Regions from separate parts of the Gossypium arboreum genome. Here region 2 is linked to region 1. The links are chromatin contacts, called in public Hi-C maps. All regions are on one chromosome and are shown on one strand. Each heading gives the region's core, a stretch centred on a gene start, on an enhancer-like site or on the middle of the called end of the contact. The rest is flanking DNA. Distances are from core to core; before and after follow the strand shown.

Region 1 (7,562 bases), core at 3,141-5,640:
TTCACAATGAAAAAACTTGTGAAATAATGTGATGGTTGAAATTGTGTATGATTAGGTCATTGCTACTGCTTTAACCACATGGTTGGTGGACAAAACAGGCCGCCGGCTTCTGCTTATTGTAAGTTCACTCGCTGAACTGCATACCCAAATGGATATCAATATATTACTCGCGCCTTTATTTGTTACAGCCCTTTAATTTATTTCAGGTTTCCACTTCTGGAATGACTCTCAGCCTCCTACTTGTTGCACTCTCATTCTTTTTAAAGGTAACAATATGGTGGATTCTTTTGTTCACAATTCCCCTGCAAACACCTAAGTTTTATCTGTATGCTACTCGGGTTTCGGTCTAAATTATGACCATTTTGATGATTGAACCAGGATGTTGTGTCTACTGAGTCTAGCCTTTATAGCATAATGGGCATCTTGTCGGTAGTTGGAGTTGTGGTATGTTACTTTTCCTTGTTCTAATACAGTGGTTATTGGGTTAAGTTTACTACCATATCATAACGTGGATTTTAGTCCCTCTATTATTAAAAGAAATATTTTAGTTTCTATATATTTGAAAAGCTGATATTTTAGTCCTTAAATGTTAAGTTTGTTGTTAATGGAATAATATGACTTAATAGTGGCTGACTTGACATTAAGTCAAATATTAAATTAAATTAAAAGGTTAAAAGACAGTTTTGAAGAATTAGTAGAGGTAAGAAATTGATTTTACTTTTACCTCAAATTATTACGGTTTTATTTGTGTGTTTTTTTAGGTCATTATTAGGTTTAAACTAGTTATAGTTTGGTCCATATCAGCCATCTTTATTAAGCCACATTACTCCATTTGTTTTCAAAATTAGTGGGACTGAAATGTCTTTTAATAGTAAAGGAACTAAAATAATGGTACAACCGTGGTTATTGCTTTGATTCTTTGTTGATAAATGGCGAATTGTTGAACTTGATCCATTTTTTATTCCAGACCTTGGTGATAACTTTCTCTCTGGGAATGGGGCCCATTCCTTGGGTTATAATGTCAGAGGTATCAACTTATTACATTTTATAGCATTGCTATTCAAATCAAGCAGTTCTACTTCTTTCAAGTGCAGTGCTTAAACAAAATGCTGGTTTCTTTTCAAATGGCTGTGGATCAATACTACTTCCATGCCTGATTCTTACAGCATAACATCCAGTATGCTTGATAAATAATGATGATGATCTCCCTTTAAACTTTAGCATCTTATGATTTGGTGCAGATCCTTCCAGTAAATATAAAGGGTCTAGCGGGAAGCATAGCAACACTTTCCAATTGGTTCTCTGCCTGGCTGGTTACCATGACTGCCAACCTGCTTTTGGATTGGAACAGTGGAGGTACAATTTGCTCCAACTCAGAATTTAATAGAGCTATGGTATTATTAACTCAACCTCCCTTCACCTGCAACAGGAACCTTCACCATTTACATGCTTGTAAGCGCTTTCACTATTCTATTTGTGAGTCTTTGGGTCCCTGAGACTAAGGGCAGAACACTCGAAGAAATCCAACGCTCTTTTAGATAAGCTTTTCTTCTTTCCCCCCCATTTTCACTATAGAATAATTCAGTTCCTGCAATTTTCCATTCTTTTATAATCATCTCTAGCTGTAAAATTTTTGTTTATATATTTATCTTTCCATATTCTCTAGCAAGCATCTCTTCTTCCTAGCTTCTATTTCTACATCACTTGTATAAATTTCATCCTCAAAATAAAATATATGTACTATTGTCTACTTATTTGAGTGATTAATTCCTTCATTTGGCATATACATGCCATATATTCTTACCATGGCCATGCCAAATTTTCTGTTATTAGTAGCCAGGCAGAATAAGTTCATCTCCAACTCTACAATTTTGTCCGGGTAGCTGTGCCAAATATTCATGCCAAATGAATATCCAGACATTGGTATAAAAAATATAACTCTTCAAAGATCATCCAATACATGGAAAAACTAGAAAAAATTCAACATGGATGTGTTGTACATATATACCAATTCAATTCGAGTAACAAAGATTCAGCTAAATTAGTACGTTACTCATCATTGCTTCATGATGAATACAAGTTTTGAACAGCAGGAAAGCAAGCGTCACTAATCAGTTCTAGCCATTGTGGTCCTTGCCACTTTTAGCAACAGCAAAAAGGCATTATATATCAATGATATCTGAGTAATAACTATTAGTAATCACAATAATAAACAAAACAAAAAACAAACTAAACAGGATGAAATGCTATGATGGTACATTGATGAAAATTTCTATAAATGTTGGTATCAGACATGTCATTGACTAGTAAATACACTGAGAATTATAGTACAAAATGAGCAAAGTCTACATGATAGAAGTCCAAACATGCAAGAAATGCAAAAGATGAAACACAATGGTAACCAAATTTGACAACTAGCTGAGAAAAATTGAATCTAACTCAAAATGTTACCAGCTAGGAGCTTATTTTCATAGGATACTTATCAATGCAATCTTCCCAGGGACCATTACTAGACGGCTTTACATTCCGGAGAGCTTGCCAGACTGCACTGTTACATTTGAAACCACTTCCAAATGCAATTTGCCATATACGGTTGCGATTCCTAATCCTCCCCTTAGCCTCGATATATGCCAATTCATACCAAATGGAGCTTGAAGAGGTGTTTCCGAAGCGATGGAGAGTCATTCTAGAAGCCTCAACATGTATCGGTAGCAGCTGCAGATTCTTCTCCAGTTCATCAATCACAGCCCTCCCCCCAGCATGTATGCAGAAATGATCAAATGCCAACTTGAAATCCGGAATATAAGGCTTGACACTTGCATTGAACAATTTCTTCACTACCAAAGTTGTGAAGAACAAAAGCTGCTCACTGATAGGTAAAACAAGAGGACCCAAGGTTGTGATATTGGTCTTTAGCGCACCACCAGCAATTGCCATCAAATCTTTAGACAGAGATACGCCTATCTTCCCTGCATCATCCTGTTCTTGATACACACACCTAAATGCCTTATCGTCTGCTCCGCGATGAGTCCTCACCACATGAATAAGCTTATACTTAGCTCGCCTCCTATCGTTGGACTTGTTCGAAAGCAAAACCGCGGAACCCCCAACTCGAAACAAACAATTAGGTATCAACATAGACTTGCTATTCCCAAAATACCAATTCTGAGTAATATTCTCAGTACTCACAACAACAGCATACGTATTCCTATGAACCTGCAACAAGTCCTTAGCCAGATCAACAGCGATCACCCCAGCACTACACCCCATTCCACCCAGATGAAAACTCCTAATATTTCCCCTTAGCTTGTACTTGTTCACAATCATAGCAGACAATGAAGGGGTTGGGTTAAACAAACTACAATTCACAACAAGAATACCAATATCCTTGGGACTAACATTCGTGTTTCGAAGAAGAGTATCCAATGCCCCAAACATAACCTCCTCAGCTTCTTCCCTTGCCGCCGCCATAGACGGCGTTGGAGGAATACTATGCATTGCTTTAGGCACATAAGTCTCTTCTCCCAGCCCCGAGCGCTCCAAAATCTTGCGCTGGAACTCGAGTGACGACTCATCAAAATCCCCGGTCAACCTAGAGTGCTCCAAGAAACGACCGTACGGGGCTTTAAGATGGTCGGGAGGACGGTAACAAGAATAATCGACAAGGTAAACGGGTCGGGGTCGGGTCATGATATAGACTGTTAACCCGAAGACTAGAATAGCAGAGCAAATGATGATGCTGACTAGATTGTATTGAAGGTGAAGCCACAATTGGCGTAAATCATCAAGATTCATTTGAGAAACTTGGATCGATAGTGCGGCGATGGCAGGGATAAAACAGAGGGTTAAAAGATTGGAAATTAGATAGTGGTAACCCAATTTGACGTACTTGAGATTAACGCTTTGGAGGAAATCCGGTAGCCTTCGGGATTGTTGGATCCGAACACCAACTGAGCCGCTTCCGGAGCCACCATTTGTGGTGGCTACACCCCTTTGGTTCATGATGCTCCGTTAAAAGTGATGAACCGGGGGTATGGCGGGGGTTTAACGGTCAAGAGGGAGTGGTAAGTGGTTGTTGCTTGGGACTGACCAAATCTATTAATAGATTTGCAAATAGTGAGTGAGTCGTCACCCAAGGTTTGAACTTTAAAAAAAAAAAAAAATAATAATAATAAAAATGTGGGAAATTTGAGAGAAGAAATTTAGTTTCTGGAGAAAATAAAGATTAAAGATGGGAATCTAATGCAAAGAGTGGTGCGGAGAAAGGAAGGGAATAGGAAAAGTTATGAATGTCAAGAGTCTAAGTGGTTGCTATTATTGAAATCTTTGTTTTCGGTGGAAAGAGTTGAATTTTTTTTTGTTTAACATCAATCTGAATTTTTCATGGTTTTGAATCATTTTTGTTTACTATTTTCTTTGTATTCTAGTTACTCCATTTTCTAGAATCACGTGGCTAAAAATGATGTCATTCTTATCGTTTTTTTTTTCCTTACCCACATTCAAATTGCATGAATTTTGAAATTATTTGGTCAAATTTTGTGTTCCATAATCTAAATGTTTTTTTAAGGAATGTCTACTCAAACATTAAATTTTAAATATAAGAATTTGTGTAACAATTCATATGTTACTTTATTTTTAATTTTATCAATTTTATATATCTTTTAATTTTTATAATTTTAAATTATTTTTTAATGTGATGTATAAGATAAATAATATCATATCAGTATAAAATACATGTAGATTATCATATCAATATTATTAAAAAATAATATTTTAGTCAATAGTTTTATAAAAATTATTTTAACTTTTTTAAAAATAATAGTTAAATTTAACTCAAATAAAAATAAGTATCAAATTAATAAATAAAAAAATTAAATTCTTTAGTTTCCTTCTGATACAATTTTCAACCTTCATTAATTGTAAAATTAAATATTCATTTAATCTTTGAATTTGTCGCTTTCTTTTAAGTTGATACCTCAATTTTCATTCTTGAGCGGGGATATTCATTAGATTAGTGCTCTAAAAGGTTTTGGTACTTTTTGCAACTCTGTTAAGTCTGGTGCATGTGATATTTTTATATACTGACATTATAATGATATCATAATTCTTATTTTTTAATTTAAAAATTAAAATGTATATATAAAATCATAAAAAGAAATTTAAATACAAATAAAATTATATATTAAATTGAAAAATGAATTAAAATAAATATTATTTAATTATAAAAACCATATTTGACAACAACCAATCAGCACCCAAATGACATGAGGGATAGAGCACGTAGAGTGATGAGATGGGTTTGGTTGGCCAAGGTAAGCAGTAAATTGGCGACCAGAATTGCCATCGGATTCAGATAAGCCTCATTTCACAACCCAACTTTTCTTCTGGAAAATTTCTTTAATTTTTTCGATATCTGTTTAGTTTTCCTTCAAATTTCTACCATGACTCCTCATCCTATTTCCATTGGACAACCCCAACATAACCCATGCATTTTTAAACACCAAACTTACTTACAGAACCATAATGCCCCTGAACCCACGTACACGATTCAACCCCAATCCTGTGTCGTCTTATTCCTCAGTACTCTACTAAATCTCACCGGAGAAGAATCAAATTATATTCTACTGTTGACACTACTAGAAGTCACAATCACATTGAACAAGGACGATGATCTTTGATGCTTCGTAGGCTTACTTTCCATGCTAAAGGCTTGATAATCAATATTAGAAAATTTGTGCTAAGGGAAATCAAAGTAAGCCGGCTGACCTAACAAAAGTAATTAACTAATAGCTATAGCAAACAAATTTTTTTTTTAATTTATTTTTTTAAAATAATATAAAAATAATATTTTGTTTCATTTAAGATAATTTAATTTTTGTAACTTTTAAAAATAATATATTTTATTTTTGTTTATAAATTATTTATGATATTTTTATATTTTTTAATAATTTTAAAAAATCAAATTATAATATCTTTATGATATCATCATTACCACATGTCACTGTCTGAAAGTACCACCATACCAAACTTAATACCATTACAAGGAAGTACTAAAACCCTTCATAGAATGAAAATTTAAATCATAAATATCAATTTGAAAGAAAATAATAAATTTAGGGGCTAAATGAGTATTTAAGCCTCATTTGTACTCAATTTCAAACTCAAATTTGCGTTTAAATTAAAATATCTCAATACAAATTGAAAAAAAAAAGGATTAAGTTTGCAACTCAAATAAGAATATTAAAAAAAGAAAGAGTAAATGTCATAATATCCGGACTCTCTCAAATTAATGGATGATTTAAATTTAAAATATATGGATTACAGGGACATTTTTTGTTTGATGGTGACTTCTTTTTTAACTACAAAACAATGTCAAAGAAGAGACTATTTGTTATGAGAAAACCTGCTCCGCCATTGACCACGCTTCATCAACCCTTTTGTCTTACTTCACAAAATAATTCACTTTCTAGAAATCTTCGATCTCATTATTTTGTGTTCATCTTGATTGCAACGCAAGCTTCTATATTAAGAATCAAATTACATTTAATTTCTTTTACTGAAAAGAGAAATAAATTAATCCATGTATATTAAATTAAAGACAAATGATTCCATTCTAGCAAAAACTTCATCATTTTCTATTGTTACTGAATAACAATACAATTACACAAGATAAGCCATGTATACCTCACTCTAATATATAAGAACCAATTTTATTAATAAAAATGCTTAATTTACTTTTTACTTTAATATATAAGAATTAATTTACCTATTTTTAAAGAAAGAGACCTCTACTCAAACTCTAATCCAAGATGTCGAAAAACATGTTTGATTTTTTCGGACCACATTGCCAACTGTTCAAAGGTGAAGATCTCCTCTTAAGCTACGCAACTACAGCATCTTCCAAACCAAAAAAAAAAAAAAAAAGGGGGCATGTGGCTGTAGTTTATTTACCAAAAGTAGCAGCTTAGGGAAATAAAATGAGTGACAAAGATAATATACGGAAGAGAATAAAAGTGAAATAAGTTCCAATGGATTCAAATGGCGTGGCTCCTAGACAGCTTCCCTTATGAGTTTCTCCGTGAGAGCTTTCGGCAATCCCATCACACTGTCTATTGTCCCTACCTGCAAAACCAAACCCACATCTCATGCCACAATAAATCATGCTCTTCAGATCCGATTGAACATACCCGTATGCAGGACTCAAGCCTAAGCTGAGTAATACAAGTTTTGGAAAAGGCTTGTTGGTAATGTCGAGGCTTTGGAAGTATTCATGCATTATATGATTCATATGTTTAAGTTGCCTAGGCAATATGGTGCAAGAATCATATTTACACTAGATTCGCAAAAATAATCAAACTAACCACTTGTTTAATGTATGGCTTTATCAAAGGATGTTCGATCAGCAATCCCCCAGCAACATGTAGTACATTCCCTTCCTCGATCTGATCAACAAGTAAAGAACAATGACAATGCCCAGGCCGTAAGCAAAAGGAGGGAAAAGAAAAACAAAAACTCTTACCAATTTCTCAATGACTTCGTCTGGTATTTCATGGAAATGTATC
Region 2 (7,562 bases), core at 2,401-4,900, 540 kb before region 1:
ACTAAGAAGGACGTTGAAAGAGGCATGGGTTTTCTTAAAAACTTCAATGTGACACGTCAGATTCGGCCATAACGTCTGGGCCGGGTTTGGGGTGTTACAAAAGATATTTTGTTATATCCGAAAATGGTAGGAGTTATTTTGATATGTTTTCCATGTGGTATGTACGATTTATGTTTTGGACATATATATATATATATATATATTTCATTAATGATTTATTTTTGAGAAGTATAATTTATATCATGAATTGGTTTGGAAATTGTTGTAATGTACTTGTGTATTCGGTTATAAGATGAAAATATATGAGATGGTTACAATCAACTTTGTGATTCGGCAATGATGGTATAAGAGGTAAAATATTGAATATAAATTATAGGTGAAATGGCTATATAGACTCATTTGTTAATTGAAAATTTATGAATATGTATAGGTGGATTTTTATTAGTTGAATAGATAAGAGTAGAATTGGACATGTGTATGATATTTTAGCATGGTGTATAACTTGTGAAATTGGCATATTTTGATTTGGCATTAATATTTATAAATTTGGTTTATTAAGTCATATAGAAATGGTGTGAATTATTTGTATGTATATTAATGACCGAATAAATTATGTATGGTTAGTTAGTATTTTGAATATATATCTTAGTATGTTTTGATTTGGTAATATTGATTAAAATGGTCCATTTTAATTTGGTAATATGCGCATGAAATTGAATTGTAAAAGGAATATTTATGGCCATGTTATAATGTTAGCTTTATCTTATATAATAATGAATATTATACTATGTTATAAGGCGATATGATATAATATACTAATGTATATTGATTGTGTTTCTAAAAGCCAATGCCGCACATATTTTATATGACTTTGAATTTTATTGATAATTGTATTGATTTAAAATATGTGCTTAATGTTTAAACAAATTTATGTTTTAGTTTTGTGATTATAACATATGTGTAAATGTGAATGTTTGAAATTTTGTGTCCCGTCTGGTAATATCTCGTAACCCTAATCCGGCGACGGATACGGGTTAGGGGTTTTACATGATTTGTTATAATGGGAAGACTATAGTGGTTAGGCTAATGCCAAGGCATGTAAATGGTGTTTATAAGTTAAAGGAGTAAGCACTATGAATGAATAAATAGAAATCTTAAAATCTAATGCCAATTGAAATTATAGTACTCTTATGGATGGATAAAGTAAATGAATGTTAATAGTTGTTTATTATTTGCATATGAACTTACTAAGCTATATTATATAGCTTACCCCCCTTCATTTCCCATGTCTTATAGGTTAATTTAGCTAGCTCGGGTTGGAGACCACCAGAGATGCCATCACACTATCAAGCTATCATCGTGGGTAAAAATGAATACAAACCTTTTAAGTTTATGGCATGTATAGGGACTTAGTCAATTGTGAATGTGTCATTACGATTTAGCCAATTGACTTGTAATGGTTAAGGGTTTGATGTAATGTGAAGCCATGTAAATTGGCTTATATTGATATTTGATTCATTTTGTATAAGGCCATGAGATGTGGCTCATATTGATTATTGGGTTGTAAGTCTATTTATTTAAGTATACATGTGCCCATGCAATGGTGATGTGTTGTGGTTATGAATGCTTGATAATTTAATTTGGATTTATTTAGTATGATGATAAATATGGCTTAAATGAGAATTGGTAAGTTGGGCTTGACAAAGTATGAAGTCTTATGCATGTATAAGTAAAGATGAAATGAACACGGCCATGTTTTGTTTGTGTATGTTTAAGTGCTCACTTATGCCATGTTAAATGCCTTTGAAGTCATGTATGTGTATGTGCAAATAAGGGTGGCAACTGGCTCGGAAAATAGCCTCAAAGTTGTCCACACAGGTAGGCACACGGGTGTGTGATCTGGTCGTGTGTCCCCTGTACCCTAATTTGGTAAAACAGAATGCTCAGTAGTAAGCACACGGGCAGAGACACGACCATGTGTCTCAATTGTATAAAGGCCACAGCCTAAGCACACGGGCGTTTGACTTGGCCGTGTAACCTCAATTTAGTTGATGACGTCATAAACAGAGAGTTACACGGGTTGAGGACACGGGCGTGTCCCAAGCCATACGGGCATGTGAGACCACACAACCTACCCACACGAGCGTGTGACCCTCCAAAATAGGAAAATTTTCTAAGTATTGTATAAGTTCTGAGAGTTCTCGGTTTAGTCTCGAACCACACCTAATGTATGTTTTGGGCCTCAAAGGCCCATTTAAGGGATGATATGCATGTGAATGAAAAGTTTTAAATTTGGGAAAAATTTTATGGCCCGGTTTTGTATGATTGTGTGAGTTTATGTCTGGTAACACCTCATACCCTATTCTGGTGTCGAATACGGGTAAGGGGTGTTACAGGAGAAATGATGCTTCAAGCGCAATGTGGGCCTTCTTCAGCTGGGCATCTTTAGGTTTTTTTTTCTTTTGGTACTGGCTTTGGCTGACTCAGTCTATTAACATGAGTTGAGTCTCGAATCTAACCCAATTCTATAGGATCAAGTAAATGTATTGATCATCATATTTTATCTTTCATTCAAATAAATCACGCATACTAAATCTTAAGTACAATAAAAATATTTTAAAAATGCTTTCATCTATTAAATATATTAATAAAATAAAATTTGAAAACAATTATATAGATTGTTATTTTATGCACAAATAATGTGTACTTACAAATTTGGAAGATAAGGGTTTACTTGATTGTTATGAATAGAGGTCAACATCCTATCGAATCAAGTGAAAAAAATTTTAGTTAGTCAAGTTGATATGTCCTATTTTATTATTCTAACTTGATTTAAAATATTTTTGATTCGAGTTGAGTGAAATGATATTCTTATTGAGTTAAGTCAAATAAATTTGTTCGAATTAAATTAGAAAAATAAACTGACCACGTTGAAATTTTGTTGACAATATGATTAAATTCCAAGTTAAAGAACATAAAAGACCATGCATATTTGAAAACTCTTTGAAAATAAAATGAGAGAAAAAAACTAAAACTATTTAAAAATAAAATGAGAGAAAAAAACTGGGATAATTTTATAATAAATTTGATTTGATAATTTACTTGTTTAAGGCTTCAAATTTATCATTTTGAATTTTAAACAATATATATATATTAGCATTTATATATATTTAAGATTATTTTAGTAAATTTTAAATTTTTGAATATTTATTTATAAACTTTTAGAAAAAATATATTTTATAAATATTTTGAATTTTCTTGTAACTTTTTAGAGGGATCACTTTGTGCATTTACTGAAACTATTAGGGACCCAAGTGGTATTTATATCAATTTGTAATTTGGATTATTCGAATTGTAAAATTTAATTCGACTTGAACTCAAAAACTGAATTACTTCTTTAAATTAATTAAAAATTTAAATAACTCAAAATTCGAAAAAAATTCTATTTTTTCTAATAAAAATGAGTTTTGTCAACCCTAATTAAAGACTAATAGGTTAAGTGAGTGAAGTTATAAAACCCAAAATCTGTCTTAGTAGTTTAGCCTGTCCGACAACTTCAACTCTGGAAGGGTTGCTGTAGGCCCATTAGTCATGTACCAGGAATCTCTAAAGCTTTTAAATTGCCAATTATCAGGTTCTCAATGATGCCAGATGGGATGCTTAATATCATGGTCATAAATTAACAACTCTCCAACAACTGATCCACCTTATAATCCACAATGTTTGATGTTCTCTTGTACTTGACTTTGATTAGTTTAAGAAAACAATACTGCAATTTGAATATTATATAATGAAGTTGTTATAATAACATAGTTCCTTAAACATGGCCAGCTAATTTGTTAAAGGATTTATGTCTCTCTTTCCCCCCTTAAATAAACCCCTTCAACAACTGAATCACTACTTATTTTCCCTGGAAAAACATGAGTGGAAGAATCTTCGTCGTCATATTCTTCTCCTGGACTGCTCTTACAATTATTACCCCTACCCTTGTTCTCTGGTCAGAATCCTCCAAACACAGCTTTGAATTCAATCGTAAGAGCTCAAGCCTTCTTTCATTTCACTCTGTATTTTTTATGTTTTTAACTTGTTTTTTGTTCTCTATTTTTCAGGTAAGGGAACTGAGGGGGTAAAGGATCATAGGAAAATGATTGGATATGGAGTGAAACAAGTAAGTAATGGAACCATATCTGTGAGTCGATTGGAAGCAGCAACAGAGCAACAGAAGTGGAGCTGCCTCCTGGAATTTGGAGGCTGGGTCATCAAAGTACTTCGAAAAGCAATGGGTTTGTTATCAGGGTCAGATTAAATCAATGATGAACTATACAAAGGAAGTGTATGTTTTTCTTTTTCCAACTTTTACAAGAAAACATGTAAAAGAAGGCAGACTTTCAGATTTCTTACCTTGTACACAGAAACCCACTGCACAAAATTTACATATTTATTTATTTATTTTATGAATGTTTCGTTCTTTTTAAAGTTGATTTCTAGTGGTAGGTAAACAGATGATGAAAATCTCGGTAGAGTAGGTGAAGCTGAATGACTGAAGGATTTTATGTTTGTCGACAAGTTCAGACTTGCCAAGCAGCGACTTGTATATTGAATGCGAGTAAAAGTAAGATAGAGGTATTCAGAGTAAAATTGCCTTTTACTATCTTTACTCAAAAAAAAAAAAAATAGTCATTGTAGAATAAGTTGAAGAGCAAATTGGTAGTTGACAGAGGATAGTTACTCGTTTACCTCATGTTGACTTATAAAATTTTTAATAGAAAGACTAATTTGCTCTTTAATCTAAACTAGAAAGACTAATTTGACTATTTTTTTTAAATGTATTCAGACTCTTAGTAAAAATTTCACCATGATACATTTATCATTGAATGTAACACCTTTCATTTTTATGAGACTTCAAAACATACTGTGATTAAAAGATAAAACGATGTTTGTCAGCGTTTATTTTAAGGAGCTCCCAAGCTGATTTGGCCCTTGTCTGAATTTCCCATGATTGCTAGAACAATTCCAATCAAGTTTTCAAATTCAATGTTAATATGGGAATTATATAAGCAAGTAGGCAAACAGATTCTCCTCATATATTATATAGTAATTTAGAACAGTATGGTTCACATTCTGCTGAATGATAACAAGAAACTTATGCATACACGCATATACCAGTCGGTGATAGTTTCTCAATTATTGCTAGTATTAGTTTAATAACAAGGAGCATATGATTCATTTTCTGTCTCAAACCAAACGGCTCAGATATTCCTCCACAGTAGTATATTTCACATCAGGGTACAGCTCAGAAGCCTCAACTCCGAATGACGGTTCGATCTCAAAGTTGGTATGATCACCCCTCACAAAGACTGAATGTCTGATTGCCAATCCAACACTGTATGGAAATGTAGCCTCTGCAAGAATTGATGAAAACCAAACAACACCAATTAGCCTTCACATTTTGAAAATGAAATAACAAAGCAGTAAATTGGTTTGAACTGAAAGAATAGCCTGCTGGCAACATCCTTTAATTAGCCATGGTTTGAATAAGAACAAAGAGCAGGGGATTTCACCAACCTTTGATCTGTTTGAGAAGTTGGTCCTCTGGAACATATGTTTTCTCAAGGGTTTTGCCAATCAATTTCTCCCACAAGGCAACAATCTCATTAAATGAATAGGTGTTTTTAGGAGGCCTAATGTATAGGATCTTATTCAGTGTTCTGGGGTCATCAACAGCTTTGATTGTGTATGTTCCAATATCACTTTCATGGTTGAAAACAGCTGCAAACAGAGTAGGATGCATCATATCACCTTAATCTATGGATGGTTTCGGGCTTCCCTATGTTAAAATACTTGAAAATGAAAAGATGCTGATATTGATGAGCTGATAAGTACTATTTACCTTTAGGATGTCCATCGCCTGGGATCACCAACTTGTCTCTTGGGGGAGTAGTGGCTCCTGGCTGTGACAAACCAGGAAGAAAATAGCCTGCAAAGCAGTTACTGGACACATAGGTGTAGGGGATTCCCTCAGCCTCAATAGCACGCCGGATTTGAGCCTTGGTTGCGAATGCTGTTTTCGCTGGCTCTACAGCATGAACCCGGTCCACATCATTTCCGAATTCCGATGGGAAAAACCTCTGATCAAACAAATTAGAAACCATTAGGATGAAGAACTTGAAAGTAAACTGCTCTCTGCTCGTTGCTACATTTATTGTGTAAATGCCAAATGGTACTCATAAATTAATTAGTGCCTTCTACCTAAACAACAATAATGAGTTAAGTGCCTGCAAATTTCCCAAGTACGAGGTCATCAAATGTGATGATTGCAGAATGGGGATATTACAGCTGTGAAATCAGTGCTATCAAGTAAGTTATTCTCAATAACCAACAATCTAAGTAAATTAACTGGGAAATACTAACCTTCACATTCCCAGCTTCTTTAATGGCAGCAATGATCTTAACTTGATCTGCTAACTGCATCGAACCTACCGCGGATATCACCACATCAGCTTGCTTTATTGCCTTAACCAGACTCTCATGATCGTAAAGATCCCCCTGCATGCCCGTACAAAACATCAAACTAACAAAAATAAGATTACAACCAGAAAGCTTCGCAGCCACGAATGAAGTGAAATTATACTTACATACAACAGATGAACCCCTAAGTTCTTGAAATTGTTAATAACCTTTCCCTTAACTGGGTCTGAAACTGAACCCTCTCTTACTAAAGCAAAAGTGGGATGACCCTCTTTCACACTGGCTTCAACAATGAACTTTCCGATGTACCCAGTGCCTCCAATGACTAAAACCTTGCTCCTTCCAGCCATTGAAGAATGCTTCTGCTATAGAAAGGACAGGCAGTGAGAATTGGTAGTTGGCAAAGAGAGGTCCCGGATGAAGTTGTTGAAATGGGAGGTTTGCAGCCAAATGGGGCAGTATTTATGGATGAAAATGAGGTCTGGGAAGTGACAAGTGGTAAGAACCAAATTGTGGGGTTGGTTCGATGATTTTGGGTATTTGGATTCATTAACGGTAGAAATCGATTATCTGAGTAATTAAGCAGTCTTTGTTAATAAGACAAATAGAAATTTTATTTAAAGTACCATTATAATTTAAGTATTAAAAATATTTAAATTAAATTATAAATTTTAAAAAGAATAAAATTACAATTTTTATTTAATAAAATATTAAAAGGATTAAATTGAATAATTTAATTCTGAAAAAGGGCTATAAAAAATTTTTCAATTGAGCCGAGGGTATATACTTATCTTCGTAAAATAATGAAAAATTTGTACTTTTGTAAAGAATCGTAATTAATTTTTTTATTTTAATTTCGTTTAAAGAGGTAATTTTTAAAATTTTTATATTCTTATTTCATTTAAGAAAAATTATTTGATATATTGTCACCAAATTAATACTCTAAAATTAAAGGATAACTGCTTGTTTCAAATTTATTTGGACATCTTATTTTAAAATTTGGAACTATAACACTCAAATCAAATTATAATTTGAAAATATTCCATTAAAATTTAATTAGATTAATATTTTTTAAGATATATTAATTTTTAATC

The links. Hi-C and Micro-C count contacts between places; a contact is called where the count stands out from the background.
Region 2: a Hi-C map of leaf shows a contact between it and region 1, with 6 times the contacts expected there. The contact joins the promoter of LOC108486965 here to the promoter of LOC108457112 in region 1. A contact is called at or near these places in 2 of 5 Hi-C or Micro-C datasets (both in leaf).

Annotation. Positions count from the first base shown.
Region 1 is chr3:91,971,642-91,979,203 of ASM2569848v2, reverse strand. LOC108457112 (3-ketoacyl-CoA synthase 4) reads right to left here and starts at 4,390. Exons shown (of 1, transcript XM_017755968.2): 1 at 2,270-4,390. The coding sequence starts at 4,002. The coding sequence ends at 2,455. It overlaps LOC108454839, which reads right to left. Exons shown (of 9, transcript XM_017753436.2): 7 at 7,520-7,561; 8 at 7,362-7,442; 9 at 6,612-7,122. The coding sequence ends at 7,051. It overlaps LOC108457113 (sugar transporter ERD6-like 6), which reads left to right. Exons shown (of 18, transcript XM_017755972.2): 14 at 56-118; 15 at 207-266; 16 at 379-444; 17 at 1,242-1,356; 18 at 1,430-1,812. The coding sequence ends at 1,542.
Region 2 is chr3:92,509,798-92,517,359 of ASM2569848v2, reverse strand. LOC108486965 reads left to right here and starts at 3,650. Exons shown (of 2, transcript XM_017791135.2): 1 at 3,650-4,032; 2 at 4,110-4,638. The coding sequence starts at 3,921. The coding sequence ends at 4,306. LOC108460470 (eugenol synthase 2-like) reads right to left here and starts at 7,019. Exons shown (of 5, transcript XM_053025784.1): 1 at 6,636-7,019; 2 at 6,412-6,546; 3 at 5,891-6,128; 4 at 5,566-5,769; 5 at 5,050-5,402. The coding sequence starts at 6,818. The coding sequence ends at 5,236.